Regions from separate parts of the Ovis aries genome. Here region 1 is linked to region 2. A link is a contact called in public Hi-C data. All regions are on one chromosome and are shown on one strand. The core of a region is the stretch at or near the end of the contact, and the rest is flanking DNA. Distances in the headings are between cores, read along the strand shown.

Evidence for each region. Hi-C and Micro-C count contacts between places; a contact is called where the count stands out from the background.
Region 1: a Hi-C map of hypothalamus shows a contact between it and region 2, with 4 times the contacts expected there. The contact joins the promoter of TMEM230 here to the promoter of WDR37 in region 2. A contact is called at or near these places in 3 of 16 Hi-C or Micro-C datasets (blood, hypothalamus and skin fibroblasts).

What each region holds. Positions count from the first base shown.
Region 1 is chr13:47,042,962-47,048,072 of ARS-UI_Ramb_v3.0, reverse strand. TMEM230 (transmembrane protein 230) reads left to right here and starts at 3,145. Exons shown (of 4, transcript XM_012188661.4): 1 at 3,145-3,315. It overlaps PCNA (proliferating cell nuclear antigen), which reads left to right. Exons shown (of 6, transcript XM_004014340.5): 5 at 1,085-1,208; 6 at 1,303-1,689. The coding sequence ends at 1,382.
Region 2 is chr13:45,916,847-45,921,256 of ARS-UI_Ramb_v3.0, reverse strand. It overlaps WDR37 (WD repeat domain 37), which reads left to right and starts at 2,573. Exons shown (of 14, transcript XM_060397582.1): 1 at 2,573-4,410. It overlaps IDI1 (isopentenyl-diphosphate delta isomerase 1), which reads right to left. Exons shown (of 6, transcript XM_060397583.1): 2 at 2,101-4,410; 3 at 1,687-1,859; 4 at 1,454-1,546; 5 at 902-1,032. The coding sequence starts at 2,249.

The DNA.
Region 1 (5,111 bases), core at 1,896-4,395, 1.1 Mb before region 2:
TTCTCTGGGGTCTCTAAAAGGCACTAATCCCATTCATGAGGAGTCTGCCTTCCTAACGTAAGCACCTCCCAAAGTCCCCTCCAATACCATCATTTTGGAAATTTCTGGAGGTATTTACTATGTTTTTACCGAATAATTAAGCAACTCAATAAAAGGATCTGGTTGGGGGGGAAATCTAGCTCTTATGTAATCCTTATATATTAACTTTTAAATAAAGAGTCTAAATATATGTAATAAATATATATTAGTAACAAAACTCCAGGAGCTAATTTCTTTTATTCTAAATTACATCTCATTTCCTTGTCAATCTTGAGTTTTGTTTTTCTCTCAGTAGTTCAGTAGTTAGGACTCCATGCTTTCAGTGATGAGGGTATGTGTTCAATCCCTGGTCTGGGAACTAAGATCTTGCAAGCTGTGAGGCACAGCCAGAAGTTTTAAAAGTTCACACATGAATATCTTACTGTTATTATAGCATAAACATTTTATGACATCTAAGAAAATTTATGTTAAGGAATTTTTCAGTGTTCTGCTTCCCTTGTTATTTCAGTTTATTTGAATCAAGATTTTTAATAAGGTCCATATATTACAGTTCATTGGGATGTGCTTCTTAGGTTTCTTTCAGTCCATTGTTTCTCTGGTTTCAGTTTCCTTCTCTCCATTACAATTTCATTGGTTGAAGAAACTAAGTCATTTGTTATCAAATTTCCCAAAGTCTGGATTTTGCCCACTGAGGTCCTTATGTCAGTTAATATGTTCTTCAAATCCATTTTCTGATAGATACAGCTCTAGGGGCTTGATGATTTTCAAGGTGTTTTGTTTGGAGATGGGAGGAGAATATTTTATAGATAATGGTGTGTCCCTCTGTAGGAGACATGAGGTATTTGGGTATCTTTGTGATTTTTTATAAGCCATAATAAAGTTTGTCTATAATCATTAAGTCCTTAGGGTTTGCAGAATTGTAATATATTAATAACATTTTATTCCTTTATTTAGTAGCTGACTGTTTTTTAATGTATACTATCAATGAATGGATTGCAGTTTTCTTAATGTTGTTCAGTATAATGACTCTTGTTTTCTCCCTAAGGTTACCATAGAGATGAATGAACCAGTTCAGCTAACTTTTGCATTGAGGTACCTGAACTTCTTTACAAAAGCCACTCCACTGTCTCCTACAGTAACACTCAGTATGTCTGCAGATGTACCCCTTGGTAAGATAATAAACTTGTTGAATGTTGGTTTTGTAGGTAGTGTATGTGGTACTTCTCAATAATTAACTATGTATGTTCTCCTGTTTTCTTTCAGTTGTAGAGTATAAAATTGCTGATATGGGACATTTAAAGTACTATTTGGCTCCCAAGATCGAGGATGAAGAAGGATCTTAGACATTCTTAAAATTCAAAGAAATAAAACTAAGCTCTTTGAGAACTGCTTCTGAGATGCCAGCACACACTTAAGTCTTTGTACCTCTGAGTACATATGTAGATACTGTTTTCTGTAAATAACTATTTTTTCTCCATTCTTTACAACTTGTTTAAAGAAAAGTGCAAATTCAAATCTGGTCTTGTTAACTGAGTAATACTTCTGCCTTACCTAGGAATAATCCTTATAGTTTTTATAAACAAAAGAGTTTTGACTCTAAATGTGTTTTAAGTATCGTTTTCAATTTAAATAAAAGTCATTTGAATTTAAGCATAGTAGGACAGTGCCTTCATTTGGACTACAGTGATTGCAAGTATCCTAAACAAGTTGTAATTCAACCAGCTCTTTCATGTAACTGCTCTATTTTTTCAGTCTAAAGTATTCCAAATACAGTGAGTATTTTGGGGTGATTCGTTTGCCAAACTTTGGTATTCTGACTTGAGCTCAAGAAATGAAAAGAGTAGAACACATATAATATTTTGTATTAGCAGAAACTAACACTTTACAGAAGCTTAATGTTTGCAAAGTTCAATGGCCTTTATAAGGTCACTTACAGGATTGTTGTAGGGCAGTGTTTTTTTAGCCTAGGGAGCCTTGTACAGGAGTCTTGAAAATGTTAGTAGGTCTGTGATAGGTCCCAAGAAGTATGTGCAAAAATAGTTTTTCTAGTGTAAGTACTTTTGGGAGGGGCAGGGGGGACTTATTCCCTTAAAGGATGAAAATGGTTTCCATGGGTGTCAGGCGTCAACCAAGAAAGTGAAAAAGGCCCAGCAATAATTGTGCTGCAAAGTCACGTATTAAATTCTAGTTATCCGATGGTAGAACTCACTGTATCCAGTAGATAAATTACCTTCCGAGTGTGTTGGGGAAGGAGACTTGACAGCAGAGGGGCCTGCTGGAAGATTTTGGAGTGATAAAAAGTTTTATCTACACTGTGGTGATGTCTCCACTGCATTTGTCAAAAAAACTAACCCAATTGTACTTCAGTATATGTAAATTATACTTTAATAAAGCTTGACATTTTAAAGAGCTTTATGTATTGCAAAATGTACCTTGTGTGCAGCCCTCTTAATAGGGCCTGGCCTGAAGATGTGCAGGAAACAAGCACGGGAATGTAGGGTGCTACTCCAGAGTAGTGAGTGAGGTAGACGGTGGCAGAGACCGCTGCGCAGACCCCGGGAAAGGCAGCCTTCCTTGGTCATACGGAGACCTCCAGCTTTCTGGAGCTTTGTCAGCTCAGCTTGTGCGTTTCGCAGCGCCACTGAGCTCCCTACACTGCCCGGGGGACCGGAAAGAAACACGTGGCCGGGTAGCCCTGGGCCTGACTGTGATCCAGGCGGCGCCGCTGCCTAGGAACCCACCGGCCCCGGCGGGAATGGTGGACAGCCAGCCAGGACTGCAGAGCCTTAGAAAACCCCACGGGGCCGCTCCGCTTGAGCAGCAGTAAGACCCGACGACTTCTGCGGGCCGCTGGAAAGAAAGCGGGCTTGAAACCGAAGAAACTAGAATGAGAAGGCGTCGCCCCCGTTGACGCCACTTCCGGCCCGCAGCCTCCAAAACACACGCCATTTCCGGCGTGTAGCCGGTCCGAGGCGGGGTGGCAGTTGGGGGAGGTCTCGGGCGCTCCAGCTGCCAACCGTGAGCAAGCTGTCCGTGCTCGGGCCCCGGATAAGGCGTGTGTGCTCCCTGGGCGGGAGCGGAAGCGGAAGCGGAAGCGCTCGCCTCAGGCTTTCGGCGCGGCCCAGACTGCGTTCTCCGCCGGTGAAGGCTGGAGTCCTCGGTGTGGAGCATTCACCCTCCCGGGGGACGGCTGGCCGCTTTCCTGAAAGCAGATTTTTCCATCTAAATTCACGTCAGTTCTTATTTCTCTTGCTCGCTGGGTCTGGAAGCGGACAGGGAAGTATTGTGGAGAGGCGCGTAGTGCGAAGCTGTGTGCTAAGTGCTATGCTTAAAAAATTCTTGCAGCATTCAAGTGCTGAAGAAATTTGGGGATTCCGGTGAGGCTGGTAAAAAAGCCTGTTGGGCAGGTACTCAGTAAACATTGCTTTACATTTTTCCTTTTCCCTCTTTTCGAATTGTTACTCTGCTACCAATAAGCAGTCGTCTGGTGTTCCTCACGCCATGCCTATTTTTATGTTTTGATGCAGTGTATGAATAGTTAATGACAGTATGTAAACTTTTAAAGACTGATACAAATCACAGGTGATTAAATGCTCTCAAGACCCCCCATTTATTGGTAGTCTAAACTTAAAAGTTTTATAGAATTAAATTTAGATTATCGTGTAATCAGGATCACAACACTTAAAAACAATTTTTCACATAATTTGATCTAACCATTTTTGAAAAGCATATAAGAAAGCAAACTTATTTTTTCAGTACTTGATTTCTGTATCATTACAAAATTACTAAAAAGGAACGGGAGCGGTTAGCACCAGTTCCTTTATAATGCTAATTAGGTTGTCTGCAGGCCACTTAAAACAGCTTATTAATATTCAGAATTAAGTATATACAACCCACTCCAGTGTTCTTGCCTGGAGAATCCCAGGGACGGGGGAACCTGGTTGGCTGCCGTCTATGGGGTCGCACAGAGTCGGACACGACTGAAGCGACGTAGCAGCAGCAAAGCGCATAGATATGTTTCACTTTTAGAAATCAAGTAACTTGATCAAAATAGGTTTACTTGTTTCATTCACATAACTTTGTGATTTTATGGAGGAAAAGTACACGAATTACAAATGTTTTTCAGTTTAATCTTATCTACTGTCTTTTAAGCTGGTGACGTAATAGCCACGATTTCATTATAGGAGTCAACTTTGACTAGTTTGAACAAAAACCAAGCATTTATTCAGAGTTTTTTTGTTTTGTTTTTGATGTAGCTGAAGAAGGACCTGGAAAGTGAAATTGCTGCTTTCAGTGCTTGGACTGAAGCAGTGCGTGCATGCTCAGTCACTCCAGTTGTGTTGGACTCTCTGCGACCCCAGGGACTGTAGCCCGCCAGGCTCCTCTGTCCATGAGATTCTCTAGGCAAGAATACTGGAGTGGGTTGCCGTGCCCTCTTCCAGGGGAACCTTACCAACCCCGGGACTGAGCTTGGGTCTCCTCCTTTGGACTCTACCCCTGAGCCAAGGAGGAAGCCCTCTGGGGTGGAGCAGAGAGACAGGCAAATCAGAGGACACTGGTATAATACTGGTAGCCAATAGCTTATCCAAATTTACAAGAACTTTTACAGATCTTTTGCATTAAACGGATGATATCCATCAGAGGGAAATAGGCAAAATGCTGATGTGGATGTATTTCATTTCTCACCCTCTCTCCTCTGTCCTAGTCAAATAAGAGAATCACTTGTGTATATGCTCCCCTTTTTCTGAAAGCAGGGATGGGGGACAGGCAGTACTGTAGCAGAATGGTTGAAATGTCAGATGGATTTAAGTAACCACTGTTTCACCTACTCTCTTGTGACTTTGAAAAAATGAGGAGGCAGAGAAACATTAATGGCAAAATAAATATGAAGTCTGGTTCTTGGCAAATGTCTTGATTCTTATTCTACCAGGAGAAACTAGGGTAGAGGCATAATGAGAATGTTTTCATGTCAAAGGAATATCAGGCTCTAAGAGCAATGGAGCTTAAATCGCCAAATGCTAGTATAACACGGCAGCCCAGAACTCCAGTATGTATAACAAACACATTATAGT
Region 2 (4,410 bases), core at 1,324-3,823:
CAACAAAAAACAATCTAAATCAACCCACTACATTTCAGTAATACCTTGAACAACAGAAGTAGTTTTAGAATAATTTTTGAAACGTCAATTTCCTGTTAATACACAAAATACATAAAGTATATATACTGTGAAAGTGAAAGTCTTTCAGTCATGTCTGACTGTGACCCCATGGACTACTTAATACAATCCATTGAATTCTCCAGATCAGAATACTGGAGTGGTTAGCTGTTCCCGTCTCCAAGGGATCTTCCCAACCCAGAGACTGAACCCAGGTCTCCCTCATTGCAGGCAGATTCTTTAAGAGCTGAGCCACCAGGGAAGCCCAAGAATACTGGAGTGTGTAGCCTATCCCTTCTCCAGGGGATCTTCCCGACCCAGGAAAATATGTATACTTGAAATAGTATTAAATAGTTTCAAGTCTGAAATTTTTCCCAAAGGACCAGAACTAGAAAATTTATTGAAAAATGTATATTAAAGAAAATAGAGTCATGCAAACTAGAAGTGTGACATTCCCCCTTGCATCTTAATTCATAGCAGGAAAAAAAATTCCCATTTTAACTAGATAAGAGAGATACTTTAATTCATTCAGGTCTTATTAAAAGGGGACAATTCCAGGAACAAGAGGATAATTTCAATTCACCCAGTCAGGTCTGTAGTTCACAAGAAAATACTCACCCTTGGTCAATTATAAAACAGTTAACTTTATATACTGGTTAATAGATCAACCGATCGTGGTAGAGTTAAGTATCTACAAGTATTATGAAGTCAAAATTTGACTTATTCAATGGGCTTTTTTTGGGCCTAAAAAAACCAAGTGATACAAAGCAGAGAGCTACACTTTAAAGTTTTGTTAATTGTTTTAATGTATTCTAAATACATTTCAGCTGGTATGGTGGGTTACCTCTTCCATGGGAATTCCGAGTTCGGCCTTTAACCGCCTCTGTGCTGCTCTTCTTACTCCAATAGCATCATTTTCTTCCAGCTCACTCGGGTTGCTTAACGGGTGACTACAGCAAGTATTAGTAAAACACCCTGGAACATGTTAATGTTTATAAATATACAGAGATAAAATTTTCCTGAAAAATAGGTTAGGAAGATTAAGAAAACTAAGTTTAAAAAGTAACAACAACAACAAAAGATTCTGGAGAATTTTGTGAAAGACACAGGTAGATGTACATTTTTATGAATGCTTTCTTAACCCAAACGGTTAAATGGTCTTGTGTATAAGACACAAATGATTACAGACACATCTAAACCTACCTAGCAGCTCTTATCCTTTACTGCTGCTTTATTTATTAGGTTGCATCCACCGTACAAGCTTCTCGTGCGAAGAAAATAAAACTCAGCAACTGACTAGAATTTTCTGATCTCGGCTACCAGAAATTGCACGTGACAAATCAAACAAATCAAAGCACGTGCAGCTGCCAACAACATACAAAGGGTGAGCACTTACCTGGGAAGGTAATCTTAGCGTCTGACCTCTGCTGCAGCAGCAGCTTGTTCTCGGTGTTGAACAGGAAGACACTGAAAGCTCGGTGCAACAGCCCTGGCGGCGAGAGAGATGCGACGCCCTGAGTCTCTGTCTGGGGCTCGCAAGGGCTCGGGCGGCCATAGGGGGCGACGTGGGATCCCCGCCCTCCCTGCGCCCGAGGACCCCGGCCCGCCGCCCGCCGCCCTCGCGGGCACCTCTCTCAATGTTCTCGTTCAGGTGGCAGTTCTTCTTGGTCTCCGCCCCGATCCTCCGGTCGTTCTCGTCGATGAGGATGCACATCTCCGCCAGGAGCTGCACCTGCTGCTCGTCCAGCTCGTCCGTGCTCACCTCCGGCATCGCCGCCCAGCCTCCGCGCCGCCCCGGGAACCTGGGGGCGGGGGTCCCAGAGTCGGAGGACGCCCCCACCGCCTCCCCAGCGCCGGGCCCCGGGCCGCGCTTACAGCCCCCCGTGCTGCCCACACGCCGGAGACCGCGGGCCTCCGGCTACTTCCCCACACGGTTGGGTTAGACTACGGGATGCGATCCGGAAGCGCTCGGCCCGCCCCTCAGCGCGCAGAGCCCGGAACCCTGCCCGCCTCCCGGCACCTCACAGACTCTTTCCTCCGTACCTCGCACACGAGCGGTCCGCTGAAAGCTGCGCCGCCAGACGAGTCTCCCTCAGACCCCGCCCCAAGGCACGGGCCCCGCCTCCGGCCCGAGTCCCGCCCCCCGAGGCCGCGCGGCCAATTGCCCGCGCCGGCGCCAGGGCGCGCCACATTCCTGCCGGCCAATGGTGCGCCAGCCCGCGACCCACGTCACGGTCGCGCGGTGGCGCCACTCCTGATCTCCAGGTGTCTCCTCCCACGGCTCTGGGCTGTGGAACCTTCTTCCAGGCTGCAGCACGGGTGCTCTTGGTGTCTTCGGTACACAGCTGAGATGACGCTCCTCGAGTGCGCAACGGCTTTATAGAGGGCACTTGCTGACTAGGGGCCGAGTGAGCGTCCGCTTACGTCTTGCCCTCGGCCGCTCTAGCCAATCGACGCGCTGAAGCTTTGCGCTCGCGGCGCGTTGACGTCAGGCGTCTCCGCGCGCTCGCGGCCTGAGGCGCGGGGAGGCGCTTGCGTGAAGCCGTTCTGTGAGCTAAACAGACCTGTTGGTGAGCGTGAGCTTTCCCTGCCGGGTAGTGTGGCGACTTCAAAGTAGCCAGACAAGTTTGTCACTATTTGTGAAGGAAAGGAGTTAGAAAACGACCTCTGCCAGTCGGGAGTTGCTGGCAAACCACCGGAAGGCGAGAGAGAGAGAATGGCACAGATTCCCTGTCACAGGTCTCAGCAGGAACCAGCTCCGACTGGCACCTTGATCCTGGACCTCAAGCCTCCAGACCTGAGACAATAAATTTATGTTGTTTAAGCCTGATTTGTGGCATTTTGTTACAGCAGCGCTATCAAAGGAAAGCGCTTACCTGGGAAGGTAAAACTGCTCACTGTGAAAAACGTGAGCTTTGATGTGGACCTGGATTTTAATCCAGTCTTTGCTCCATTGCATACTAGGTTTTTGAGTTTTGACAGCTAATTATAACATCCTCACGCTTAATTGGACTTCCCAGGTGGTGCTAGTGGTAAAGAACTCACCTGCCAATGCAGGCGATGTGAGACGTGGGCTTCATCTCTGGGTTGGGAGGATCCCCTGGAGGAGGGCCTGGCAACCTTCTCCAGTATTTTTGCCTGGAAAATCCCGTGGACAGAGGAGCCTGGAGGGCTACAGTCCATGGGGTCGCACAGAGTTGGCACAACTGAAGCTACTTAGCATGCTCGCATGTTTTAAGTTCAATTCAGAATAATTTGTACTTCAGTCGATTTATGTTAGTTTATGGTGTACAGCAAAAAGATAGTTTACACATTCTTTAACAGTATAGGTTATTACAAGATGTTGAATAAAGTTAGTTCCCTGTGGTACACAGTAAATCCTTGGATTCTGTTTATATATAGTAGTGTATATGTTAATCCCAATATAATTTATCCATCCCACCTTTCCTTTTTGGTAGGCCTAAGTTTGTTTTTTGTGTTTATTTCTGTTCTGTAAATTACAGTTCATTTGTATCATAGATAGTTGGATGGCATCGCTGACTCCATGGACATGAAGATGGACGTAAGTTTGAGCAACCTCAGGGAGTTGATGAATAGGGAAGCCTGGCATGCTGCAGTCCATGGGGTCGCAGAGTAGGACACGACTGGAGTGACTGAACTGAACTTAGATCCCACCTACAAATATGTTTTGCTGACTTTCTTCACACTGCGACAATCTCTAGGTTCATTCATGTTGTAAAAAGTGTTAGTTGCTCAGTTATGCCTGACTCTTTGCAACCCCATGGACTGCAGCCCACCAGGCTCCTCTGTCCATGAGATTTTCCAGGCAAGGATACTGGAATGGGTTGCTATTTCCTTCTCCAGGCGATCTTCCCAACCCAGGGATCGAACCTGAGCCTCCTGCACTGCAAGCAAATTCTTTACCGACTGAGCTACAAGGGAAGCCCATTCATGGTGCAAAAGGTTTCTTTTTTTTAATGAGTAGTATGCCATCGTGCACACGCACACGAGTGTGTGTATACACACATCTTTTTTATCAATTGTGTGTGTATATGTATACACACCATGTCTCTTATCCATTCCATTTGTTGATGGACATTCAGATTGCTTAATGGCTTGGCTATTGTGAATAGTGCTGCTGTGAACATTTGGGGGTACATGTATCTTTTGAAATTAAGAGTTTTGTCCAGATATATGGTCAGTTGTGGGATTGCTGGATCATATGGTAGTTGTAGTTTTATTTTAAGGAACCTCCACACTGTTCTCCATAGTGGCTGTAGGTTCCCTCTTCTCCACACCCTCACCAGCATTTACTATTCGTGGACTTTTTGATGATGGCCATTTGGACCAGTG